Regions from separate parts of the Macaca mulatta genome. Here all the other regions are linked to region 2. Evidence: chromatin contacts called from public Hi-C data. All regions are on one chromosome and are shown on one strand. Each heading gives the region's core, a stretch centred on a gene start, on an enhancer-like site or on the middle of the called end of the contact. The rest is flanking DNA. Distances are from core to core; before and after follow the strand shown. Region 1 holds the start of ZNF527 (zinc finger protein 527). Region 2 holds the start of ZNF420 (zinc finger protein 420). Region 3 holds the start of ZNF568 (zinc finger protein 568).

What was found. Hi-C and Micro-C count contacts between places; a contact is called where the count stands out from the background.
Region 1: a contact with region 2 is called in a Hi-C map of cortical neurons, with 2.5 times the contacts expected there. The contact joins the promoter of ZNF527 here to the promoter of ZNF420 in region 2. A contact is called at or near these places in 2 of 14 Hi-C or Micro-C datasets (cortical neurons and liver).
Region 3: a contact with region 2 is called in a Hi-C map of fetal cortex germinal zone, with 1.8 times the contacts expected there. The contact joins the promoter of ZNF568 here to the promoter of ZNF420 in region 2. A contact is called at or near these places in 3 of 14 Hi-C or Micro-C datasets (CD4 T cells, cortical neurons and fetal cortex germinal zone).

What each region holds. Positions count from the first base shown.
Region 1 is chr19:48,445,942-48,449,868 of T2T-MMU8v2.0, reverse strand. It overlaps ZNF527 (zinc finger protein 527), which reads right to left and starts at 1,592. Exons shown (of 6, transcript XR_013410549.1): 1 at 1,567-1,592.
Region 2 is chr19:48,236,057-48,240,185 of T2T-MMU8v2.0, reverse strand. It overlaps ZNF420 (zinc finger protein 420), which reads right to left and starts at 1,577. Exons shown (of 7, transcript XM_077982477.1): 1 at 1,434-1,577. The region is part of intron 1 of ZNF875 (zinc finger protein 875); the gene reads right to left. It overlaps LOC144337456 (a long non-coding RNA gene), which reads left to right and starts at 1,903. Exons shown (of 4, transcript XR_013410619.1): 1 at 1,903-1,958.
Region 3 is chr19:48,063,050-48,067,385 of T2T-MMU8v2.0, reverse strand. It overlaps ZNF568 (zinc finger protein 568), which reads right to left and starts at 1,954. Exons shown (of 11, transcript XM_077982520.1): 1 at 1,840-1,954; 2 at 422-496. All of the region lies in intron 1 of ZNF875 (zinc finger protein 875), which reads right to left. It also overlaps a transcript of ZNF790 not described here and a transcript of ZNF345 not described here.

The DNA of each region.
Region 1 (3,927 bases), core at 343-2,842, 210 kb before region 2:
TCAGCACCAAATATGGAAGAGTTTTGAGAAGGATAAAGCTAAAATCTCAAACTCAATAACCTAAGGAGAGGAAGACTGGGCTTTCAGATTAGGCTTCCCTCCCCCAGAAGCAGCTGAGGATAGCCTCACTAGAATGTTTTTAGACTGAGTCCTGTCACTCACAAGGGGACAGAAGGAAGAGACCCATATATAAGTTCCCATGTTCTGAAGGTTCCTATTCCAAGACCAGACCATCTTTTCCAAAACCCTCAAAACCCAGGGCTACCATTTTTCACACTCTCAATGTGGGAAAGAACAAGGGAATTTAGTAATTAAAGGGGGGAACTTGACTGGACACAGTGGTTCAGGCCTATAATCTCAACACTTTGGGAGGCCAAGGTGGGAGGACTGCTTGAGCTCAAGTTTCAGACCAGCCTGGACAACATGGCATGAAGTCTCTACAAAAAATAAAAATAAAAACAATTAGCCAGGCATGGTGGCACGTGCCTATGGTCCCAGTTTCTTGGGAGGCTGAGGCAGGTGGTTTGCTTGAGCCCAGGAGGTCAAGGCTGCAGTGAGCTGTGATCACACCATTGCATTCCAGTCTGGGTGACAGTAAGATCCTACCTTGGGAAAAAAAAAAACAAAAGACCTGGCGTGGTGGCTTACGCCTGTAATCCCAGCAGTTTGGGAGGCCGAGGCAGGTGGATCACTTGAACCTGGGAGGCAGAGGTTGCAGTGAGCCGAGATCACACCATTGCACTCCAGCCTGGGCAATAGAGTGAGACTCCATCTCAAGAAAAAAGGAAAAAAAAAAAAAAAAAAGAGACCGCTAGAGCTAAACTGCTTGGGTTTGAGTTCTGTTGCTGTCACTTGTTAACTGTGTGAACTTGGGCAATTTTAATATTCCTGTGCTTCCTAAGTCAATCCCACAATCTCATATACACACACAAACTCTCACTCAATCACAAACATATACAGAGTCACACAAACACACCCATAATCTCACACAATACACAGCCACATAAGCACAAAGATAGATGGTCACATACAATTACACCAACAGAGATAAACAATCACACACAATCGCACACATAGCAGCATACCACACAAGTCACACATCTTGTCACAATTACCCATACAAAACTATACCTACAGAGGCAGATGGTCATAGTCGCACAATCACACTTGCTGTCACACACATTCAAACGCAGTTGTATTCGCAGAAACAGGTGGTCACATAACCACACACATGCATTTACACACACAATGTCACACCGCAGCCTCTCATAAACACACCTGCAGCTACACCTGCAGAGACAGTCACACACAAACGCACATATTCACAGTTTCACCCCCAGACACAAATGGTTACAGTCACACACAACCGGGCGCACGCGCACAAACACACACAGTGACACAAGATGACATTCTGTCACACCCGCAGCCTGTCACATAGTTGGTAACACAGTGAAACACACACGGCCTCCCCAGCGACTCCTACCGGGTTCCCATCCCTGGCGCGTCCGGTCCACCCGGAGCCTGCCCTTGACCTCCCGCTCTCGCTCGGGGCCCGGCCCCACTCACCTCCCGGCGCCGCGGGCTCTGCAAACGGGCCCCGCGACCAAGACCCGCGACGTCACCTCCCAGAATCCTCCGCGAGGAGGAGCGAGGCGAGGACTGAGGCGTGCAGGACTCTGAGCTCTGCGAAATCTGCCAGCGACACCGCGTTCCCCATGGACCCCGCGAACCACGAGCCCCAGAACGCTTTGCGCCACGGCCGTCATCGTTGAACTACACCTCCCAGAGAACCCCGCGGCCCCCTCCTCTGCGCGCCTGCGCCGCGGGGGCTGGCACCGGAGAGGGCTGTGTGAGGTCCCAGGCGCTCAAGTGAGCGTGAGCTGCTGTGTAGGGAAGAGCGGCCAGGCTGCGCGCTGGGCTGATTGGTTGAATGCTTGGGTGTGGTGGTTCGTGTGTGACTGTTGCTGCACACCTTTATGCTTGCTCACGAAAGGAGCGGCGGATTTTGTCAGTGCAGGGAGCTTCTGTATTTTAAATCACGTCCCGTGATTGTGGGTAGCTGAATGTGAAAGTGATTGTGGATGAAAGAGACTATGGCTGACATTGGGGGTGACCGTTTCTGTTACTGTGAGGATACCACTGATCCGATGTGTGTATCTCTGACTGTCTCCCGGTCTCACTGTTCCTTCTCCCCCATCTCCTGCCATGGGCCGGGTTTGTGGTTTTGTTGTTGTTGTTGTTGTTGTTGTTGTTTTGAGGCTATCTTGGCGCTCGCTCACTGCAACCTCCGCCTCCCAGGTTCAAGCGATTCTAGTGCCTCAGCCTCCCCAGTAGCTGGGACTACAGGCGCCCGCCACCATACCCGGCTAATTTTTGCATTTTTAATAGAAAAGGGGTTTCTCCATGTTGGCCAGGATGGTCTGGAACTCCTGGCCTCAAACCATCCGCCCACCTCGGCCTCCCAAAGTGAGGGGACCATAGGCGTGAGCTACCACGCCAGGCCTGTTATCCTCATTTTTATGCCCCATCTCTGCCTGTACCTAATGTGATGCCAGTCACAGAAGGGTGATTAGATTTCATTAGTCTGAGGTTGCTTGTTTGCACCAGAGCCGTAAGTAGTTTGGTAGCTGATAGCCCTGGTGTTCCTCCTGCTGTTGTTTCCATCTTTTCACACTACAACTCTAGGACCCAGCTTTAAGAAAACTGCCCACAGTCAGGACAAGAATGTGAGCCCCTGAGTGAAAAAGTTCCAGACTAAAGCAGCATTCTTCCCCATCCCCAGTCCCTGAAAGATCTGAAAGGTGCATCCATGTCAAGATCTTAGTAAGTCGGGCGCGGTGGCTCAAGCCTGTAATCCCAGCACTTTGGGAGGCCGAGACGGGCGGATCACGAGGTCAGGAGATCGAGACCATCCTGGCTAACACAGTGAAACCCCGTCTCTACTAAAAATACAAAAAACTTAGCCGGGCGAGGTGGCAGGCGCCTGTAGTCCCAGCTACTCGGGAGGCGGAGGCAGGAGAATGGCGTAAACCCGGGAGGCGGAGCTTGCGGTGAGCTGAGATCCGGCCACTGCACTCCAGCCTGGGTGACAGAGCGAGACTCCGTCTCAAAAAAAAAAAAAAAAAAAAAAAAAAGATCCTAGTAAGTCAAGATTCTTATGTGGAGCAAGGGAAAGTTCTTGAGAATGCCTCCTTGGAGAATACGTCCTCCAATCCCCTGCCACAGAGAGCCCTCTAATTGCTAAGGCTAGAGAATCTTCTACAAAAGGAATATGGGTATTAGAACTGATTGCTGTTTACTCTGTGAAATTATTACTTTCAGAAGAAATCAGATTTTTTTTTTAAGGCTCTACAAACATGTAATGGTTGGGTTGCTTTAATGGGGAAATTTACAAATTCAGTGTTTTTTTGGATGATAATTGTGGTCTGGTACTTGACAATTAGATTAAACAGTTCTTCTCTGGACTTCATTATCAGGAAAGTTAGAGATCATCTTGGATGTTTCATACCAAGGTGCTGAAATTTAAGATTCTCCATTCTTTTTGTAGAGACAGGGTCTCTGTCACCCAGGAGTACGGTGGGGCCATTTTGGTTCACTGCAGCCTTGACTTCCTGAGCTCAAGCAATCCTCCCGCCTCAGCCATCCAAGTAGCTGGTACCACAGATGCATGCCACTACGCCTGGCGAAGTTTTTAATTTTTTGTTGGGGTGTATATGACTATCTCCTTATATGTCAGTGATTATTGGAAGGACTTTTGTCCTTTATTTTTCTTATATCACCAAGTCCAACACTAGTTTGAGTTCGGTCATTTCCACAGATTAGGCAGTGGTTCTGAAAGTATGCCAACCATGTGGCTGCACTGCTAAAACAAATAATGGTAGTGCTCTGTTCATCATGGTCTAGTCAAGAAAGCACAACCACAGGGGA
Region 2 (4,129 bases), core at 328-2,827:
TATTTTTGAGACTGAGTTTTGCTCTTGTTGTCCAGGCTGGAGTGCAGTGACATGATCTTGGCTCACTGCGACCTCCACCTCCCGGGTTTAAGCAATTCTCCTGCCTCAGCCTCCTAAGTAGCTGGGATTACGGGCATGCGCCACCACACCCGGCTAATTTTGTATTTTTAGTAGAGACAGGGTTTCACCATGTTGGTCAGGCTGGTCTCGAACTCCCGACCTCAGGTGATCCACCCGCCTCCGCCTCCCAAAGTGCTGGGATTACAGATGTGAGCCACCACGCCCAGCATCCAGTGGCTGTCTTGAAGGTATTATCAGCCCTAAAATTCTCATCCCAAGACCAGGTCTGTGGCTCGCAAATAACTCCTGTTCTTCACTCAGGTGTCCAAATGTCTGACTTCCTTATTTCTTGCCACTTCCTTGCATCCAATCCCCTTAAGGCTATAAGGCAAGAGGACGCAGGGAAGAAGTCGTGAACCCATAACTACATTTCCCAAGGTGAACCGAGGATGGATACAGAAATAAAGCAATACAAGCTATGTATGAAAGGGCAACCACTGTGGTCAAAACAAAAAGTCCTTAAGTCCTCAGAGCCACATGGGAGGAGCACAGCCACATGGGACTCATAATCCATAGGCCGACCTCAGCCCCAAATGAACCCCAGAAATACCAAAAAGAAATTTACTTCTGTACTGAACTAAACCCCCATAAGGTCACAGACTATACAAATGGCCACATAAAGTCACACATAATCACATTTCCACAGTTACACAGCTAGAGGCACAATCACCCAATTATGCTACATTGTTAGACCACCTCGTGTCAAACAAAATCCCTTTAAGTCAAGGCATATAATTACATCCAAGCACCTTGTCAGAGACACCGCCAAAAACAACCTTTCAAAGCTGCAATTTTAGTCTCTTTACACAGTCAGGAAAACAGCACACACAACCCCACAGTCACACACAATCAGTCACCCAACCAAGTACCAGATCAGGGAAACACGCGGTCACAAACACCGTGTCACAGCAACACTGTCACACACCTTAACTGGCAAATCCGTCACACGATATCAGGTTTATACACAAACTCAAAGTGACACAAGCACATCCAAACACTCTTGTCACAACTGTCACACACTTCATAGTCACAGGCAAACTCCAATTATACACGCGGCACACACACAATCACAGTCACGTAAGTATATCCCAGCCAGGTAAGCAGTCACAAACACCCTCAGAGTCACAAACAACTCACAGTCACACAAATGTTCATACACAAAACCACAGCCACACACGTCCAGTGTATGCACAGGCAGTCGCCAATACCAGGTAGGCTGTAGCCTGCACACAAAACCGGAGACACGGCCACACGAGTAACCCCAGCGACGCTTTCTCCGCGCATGTCCGCTCTGACACCCCGGACACTCCTACCTTGACAGAGATGCAGTTAGGGTCCAAGATCTGGCGCCCGGGTTCCAAGCCCGATTTCGGGTTCGCCAGCCCAGCAGGTGCGGAGCCAAGCTCCTCCACAGACGCGGCCCTCTCCCCACGCGAGGCCTCCAAATCTCGCAAACTAACGGAAATGAAGCCGCGCTCCGGACGCAGTGCCTCTGGGAAATGTAGTCCAGTGCTCTGGACACGGTGCCTCTGGGAAATGTAGTCCAGCGCTCCGGACACGGTGCCTCTGGGAAATGTAGTCCGGCACTCTGGACACGGTGCCCCTGGGAAATGTAGTCCAGCGCCTGGCTGGCCGGCCAGGACGTGAGGAGGCCCGGGCGGCTCACCTCTCGCGGGCTAGTGGACTCGGCCTGCCGCGCCCCAGAGGTTTCTGGGAGTGCCCGCCCGCCCACGTTTGGTGCGCAGGCGTTAGGCGCTCAGGGCCTGCCAGAGCGAGCTCTGAGTGGTTCCGGGGTCTACCCCTGGCAGGAGAGAGGGTGGGACCGGCCGTCCAGGCAGGTGCGAGGCAGGAGCCGGGGCCGGTGCGGGGACCCGCCAGAACCTCGGATTTGCAGAGGATCGTCTGTGTGCCCTGCCAGGCCCTTGGGGTGTGTGTGCGTGTGTGTGACAATGGGAGATGCCGGGTGGACCGAGAGTCTTTCCGTGACCGGGTGTGTATGGTTGTTTCTGCCTGTGTGTGATTCTTCCTGCTGTGGGGTGTGAGGTGATTTGTACTTTAAGCTGCGTAGTAATGGGATTTTATCACTGTGTAGAATCGTCTGACAGTAAGATGATTCTACACAGCTCTCTACCATGGTTTGCTTATGAAGGGTATCTGCATGTATATCTGCTTTTTTGTGTGTGTCCGTAATTGACTGGTGATTTGTGTTATATAAACGTGCTTTCCTTGTGCTTGTATTTCAGTGTCTGTAAGGGTGCCAAAAGCAAATGAGCTGTGTGTGATCGCGTGTGCCAATGAAAATACTATGGCCAGGTTATTTCTTCCTTAAGTAGTAATGTAATCTGGAAAAGATAATCAATTTATCTGACAAGTGATTTAGACATGATTTTTCTATTGGATCAAATATATGTGTTATGGGGAAGAATCCAAAATTAACGTAGTTTTTTCTTTGTTTTTAGAAAGATTATTGCAAAACCAGTCCTAGGGTAAACTGCCTTTTCCTCTGCCACAGTAGGCCAAAAGTAGATATCCATTATTTTCTAATTAGAGGGTAAAGTTTCTGCTATTACTGGGTAAGGTTGAGAGGCCATCAACTAATAAAACAATAAAATTATGTTATACATAAGAAGAGTGAATTTTAGGACAGTACAGCACTAGTCAGATTTCCCAAATTCTAGGTCAAACACTTCATTTTCTGATGAGAAAACCTTGATTGGCAGAAAGTAACTTAAGGCTGTAGAGTTTGTTGGTAAACCTGAACTTATTTTTACTTACTTCAAGACCTCTTGACCTTTTACGATTTTTGAATAATCAAAAACTTGTGAACTTCCAGCACAGAGAAGATAGAGTATAATTTCACCACTCCTTCAGAGGGAAAAACATTAATAAAAGTTGGTCTTTCAAGACCATATATCAAATACATTGATCTCTTCCTGGTAATGTGACTGGAATAGCAAATTTGGGGACCAGAATTCTTGAGTGAATGAACCTGTGTGTGTGATCAGGCATAGCTATGTGAAATACAGATAATTATATTGCACTGAGATATAGTGGGTCAAAGTCGGGCAAGAATTATGTCCGATTCACATGCAGACGTATGTTTATTGCGGCACTATTCACAATAGCAAAGACTTGGAACCGACCCAGATGTCCATCAATGATAGACTGGATTAAGAAAATGTGGCACATATGAACCATGGAATACTATGCAGCCATAAAAAAGGATGAGTTCATGTCCTTTATAAGGACATGGATGAAGCTGGAAACCATCATTCTGAGCAAACTATTGCAAGGACAGAATACCAAACACTGCATATTCTCACTCATAGTTGAACAATGAGAACACTTGGACACAGGGTAGGGAACATCACATACCGGGACTTGTCGTGGGGTGGGGGCCTGGGGGAGGGTAGCATTAGGAGATATACCTAATGTAAATAACGAGTTAATGGGTGCAGCACACCAACATGGCACATGTATACATATGTAACAAACATGCACGTTGTGCACATGTACCCTAGAACTTAAAGTATAATAAAAAATAAAATTAAATAAAAATAAAAATTATGTCCAATTATATATGGGAGATATATACTTTTTTTGTTTAAGAGGTGACACACATTCTGGTTTCAAATTGAACAGCATGCATTGATCTTGAGCGACATCTGTGTGATTCTGGGTCACTACTTTTGGCTTTTGAATAGTTACCATGAGTGCTTGCGAGAAAAAGGAAGCTATCCCTTAAAAGTAAAAAACAATTGTTCACCTGAGATGAATACATTCCATGTGGATGGGCTTCTTGTATATTAAACTTCTGACATTTTATATGTGTTGATATAACGTGATTTTTTTTTTTTAAAGTGTAGGCAGCTTTTCAGATTCACAAAGAGGTACTTTAAGTTAAAAAGGTTAAGACCATCAGAAATGTAGACTGCAGGAAGTGAGAAGAGTTTGTTAGAATATTATGTGATATAATTAGTATAAAAATAGTATATATTTTATAGAAGGA
Region 3 (4,336 bases), core at 705-3,204, 170 kb after region 2:
CCTGTCTCTACTAAAAATAGAAAAATTAGCCGGGCTTGGTGGCATATGCCTGTAATTCCAGCTACTCGGGAGGCTGAGACAAGAGAATTGCTTGAGTCCGGGAGGTGGAAGCTGTAGTGAGCCAAGATCGCACCACTGCATTCCAGCCTGGGCGACAGAGCCAGATTCTGTCTCAAAAAAAAAATAAAATAAATAAATAAAAGAAAGAGAGAGGAAAAAAAAAGAAAAATTAAAATTGTCTGACAAATTAGTAAGAGAAAATCCGGTGTTGGAGGTGGGGTTTGAAGACACCACATTTTCTCAAAAGGGAAATTCCAGGGATCAGGTCATCTGATAAGCAAGAATTTTCAAGAGAAGGAAAGCAACTATGTCCTGACAAAGAAAAAGGGATTTCAGGAAACAAGAGGAAAGGACAAGCTACCTTGCAGGTGCCTTGAGGATGTTCAACAGTCATTCTTTACTCCTCTCCGGAGGTCTCTATCCAAGCAGGGCAGAGCTGAGGAAGGAGAAAGGAGTCAGGAAACATCAGGTTCTTCTGAGAGAGATCCGGTTTGACTATGTCAGAAGTTATCTTGGCTACCCTACTGCCCACCACCTACAGAGTAAAGTCAAAGAAGTCTAGGACATCCTGCTCAATCCGGGCAGGGTCAATGCCGTTCTGGGCAGAATCTGTTTCTGAGCTCACAGAGGTCTCCAGTGGCTGAAGTCACAAAGACAGAGACTCCCCATACCTACATTGGCTATATAGACACATAGTCACACAAACTCACTCACTCACATCATGGGGACATAAACGTCACAGGCACCCCAAACCTAAACACAACAGGCTGCACATGGTCACACAATCACACACTCACACACACCACGGGGGCAGACACGGACACAACTGCAGAGTCCGTGGACATCTCTCACTCAAAATCCCAGCGACATACACCTTGGGGTCGCAATGACAACAAAGTCACACGCACCCTACATCAACAATATCACCAACACGCGCGCGCGCACACACACACGGAAGCAGCCACAAACCTCACAAGGCATACTACACACAGTTCCGCAAATGGTAACAAACACACACACACGCCAAGGGGACACACAGTCACAACCGCGGTCCAGGAACCTCACACTCGCAAACACAGTGTCCAACCCGGTCACAATTAAACTCCACTGACACCCGCACAAACAGAAACAAAAAGTCCTCCCCGCCCTCACAGTTCCATACACGGTCGCACAGATACACGCCCACCATAGAGACACCCCCAGTCACAACCGTACACACTCTTCACAATCGCTCCTTAGCCTGCTCCCTACGCAGCCCACACAGGTCGGGAGTTCCTCTCGCCCCAGGCTCCGAGCAGCCTCACTTACGCGTGTTCGGGTAGGGTCAGCTCCACTCCACTAGAATCCAAACAAGCCGACCCCAGCTATCTCACAAAGCCCCAAGGCCGCCAGCCCAAACCCGCGGGAAGATCCCGCCCACTCCTCAAGAGACTATCTAGTTATCGCGGGAGAGAGCCCTGAGCCTAGAGGCTTCTGGGAAGTGTAGTCCAGAAAGCGACAGGTTGCCGAAAGCTACAGCCCAGCCATCCCGATTCCTGTGGCGCGGAATCTGGCACCAACAAAACTAAATATTTGGGGTGAGCTGCCCATCGGAGCCTTCCGGGAGTCTCACCTGACAAGGACTCCCTAGACCAAGCTTTAGTCAGGCTCCTCTGAGCCCTTTTTGTTTGGCCAGACCTCCTCCATAGCCTGCGAACCCCACTTCAGCAAGAATCCAGCTAAGCCAGTTTAGCAACAATCCCCCCACCCTTGATACTTGAGTTCCTCTTAGTAATTTACCATGCTTTAATTCCTTCACCCAGCCCGTTAGTTATAAATCTCCAGCTGCTGTTGTATTGGAAGTTGACTATTGCAACAGTCTTCAACCAAGTCCTTCTTGCCTGTTTAACTCCTCTGGAGCAAGTTTTCTTTCACCCCGCCCAGCCTCAGAGGGCGGCTCCCGGGCTTCCGCCCCTCCCCGGGAGACATACTGGACCGCAAGGTCTCCTGGGAAACGTAGTCCAAGCCTCGCCGGAGACTGGATGGGCCCAGCCAAAGTAAGTGGGCTGCGTCCTCTGGGTCCTGAGGCGGGAGTCTGGCCGCAGTGACTAGACTAACTGTGCCCCGGAGGCTGCTCGGAATTCCACTTAATGCTGGAAGCACGCAGACGCTCTTGAGGCGGGCAGCTGCGTAGCGTGTGGAGGAGCCGGGAGAGTGCACTCCAATATGGGACCTGAGCGTCTGAGACCGAATCAGGATGGGGAGTCGGAAGGGGACAAATCTGCGATCCCAGTCACGCATGCGAGACTGGGCAAAGGAAGGCTCGAGTGTGTGTAAGACTGCGGTGGGACTGCTTGTGCTGGTGAGATGAGGGGTGTCTGGGTAGTTGAGTGAAAGAAACCGCGTGCCAGTAAGATTGGTGCATGTGTGAGAAAGGTGAGGTCAAGATGTGTGCACCTTTGCGGGTGGGGAGGTCATATGGAGTGTGTGGAGGCTGGGGGCAAGATCGTGTATGGATCTGTGTGTGAATGTGTGTAATCACCTAAATGTGGGTCACTGCATGGGTAGCTGATACTGTGACTGTGGAGGAATCTGAACCTCCAAGTCTCATTTTCTCTTTAAATTGTGATAAGTTTGTATCTTCCTGGAGCAGCAATTTCAAAGGGGGGAAGCTCCATTATTGATATAATAAAATAGCATTTTTATGTAAACATTTAACATTCAGACATTTCTTTTGAACTAGAAAACAAAATCAGTATGAGTACTCAAAGTAGTTTTTAAAAAAAAACCCGTCATTATGCATATGGGGAAGATAAATTGTGAAAGGGAAACTTCCTTTTTTCACTATAATCTTGTTTAAATTTTTAAAATCAATGTGATGACTTATTTGAAAACAAATATAAAATTAAAAAACTGACAGAAAGGGGAACTAGGAGGAAATCAATAACTCTTTAAGCTAGAAACTTTGGGAGGTGGCAGAGGTTGCTGAAATATGATGGCGGGAAGTATATGACAACAGGAAATGCTGACGTAAAATCTAATCCTGAAGCTTTTAACAATGGCAGGAAAGGCTGGGCATGGTGGTTCATGCCTAGTGATCCCAAGCACTTTGGAAGGCTGAGGCAGGAGGATCACTTGAGCCCAGCAGTTTGAGACCAGCCTGAACAGCATACTCTCTACAAAAAAAAAAGAAAAAGAAAAAGAAAGAAAGAAAGAAAGAAAGGAAAGAAAGAAAGAAAGAAAGAAAGAAAGAAAGAAAGAAAGAAAGAAAGAAAGAAAGAAAGAAAGAAAGAAAGAAAGAAAGAAAGAAAGAAAAGCATGAGTGCAGTGGCTCATTCCTGTAATCCCAGCACTTTGGGAAACCGAGGCGGGTGGATCACTTGAGGCCAGGAGTTCAAGACCAGCCTGGCTAATATGACGAAATCCCATCTCTACTAAAAATACAAAATTAGCCAGACATGGTGGTGTGTGCCTGTAATCCCAGCTGCTAGGGAGGCTGACGCAGGAGAATGGCTTGAACCTGGGAGACAGAGGTTGCTGTGAACTGAGATTTGCAGCCCCTCCCACCCCCACACCCCATCTCTGTATGGGGGAACTTCTTCCTACTGTCTTCTCCCTTCCTTCTTGCCTATTAAACTCTCCACTCCTTAAAACAAAACAAACAAAGACCCAAAAAACAAAAACAACAAAATTTGGACTATACAGGGAAGCGATCTATACCTAATGTGGCTCTGTTGCTCTAGTTCTCCAACATCACATTCCTGTGCAGCTCCGTCTGAATATCTTTTAATTGTGGCTAAGACTCTTGGTTGAATGAGGCAATCACATTTTTGTATGTTTACCCCACCAATGTCTCCTAAAGAACAGAAAAAATTAAATGCCTGTGGGAGGTCTGGGAAATAAGCTGTTTGAACAGAGCCCTTTGTGTTTTTATGGAGGCTTCATTACGTAGGCATGATTAACTAAATCAGCAGCGATTGGTGATGAGTTCAACCTTCAACCCTTTTCCTTTCCCCAGAAGTCACCGGGTAGGGCAGAACTTTCCAACCTTCTCATCACATGTTTGGTTGCCCTATCCTGTGGTTATGTAGGGGCTTTCCCAACATCACCTCATTAACTCCCTTGTGGTTGAAAGGGATTGGTTATGAACAATAAAGACATCTTTCACATTTATTACTCTGGTGCTATTTCAGGAACTGAAGTGTCTTAGTCCCTTAGTACTTCTATAGCAAAATACCTGAGACTAAGTAATTTGTAAATAACGGAAAATTATTTCCCACAGTTCTGGAGGTTGGGA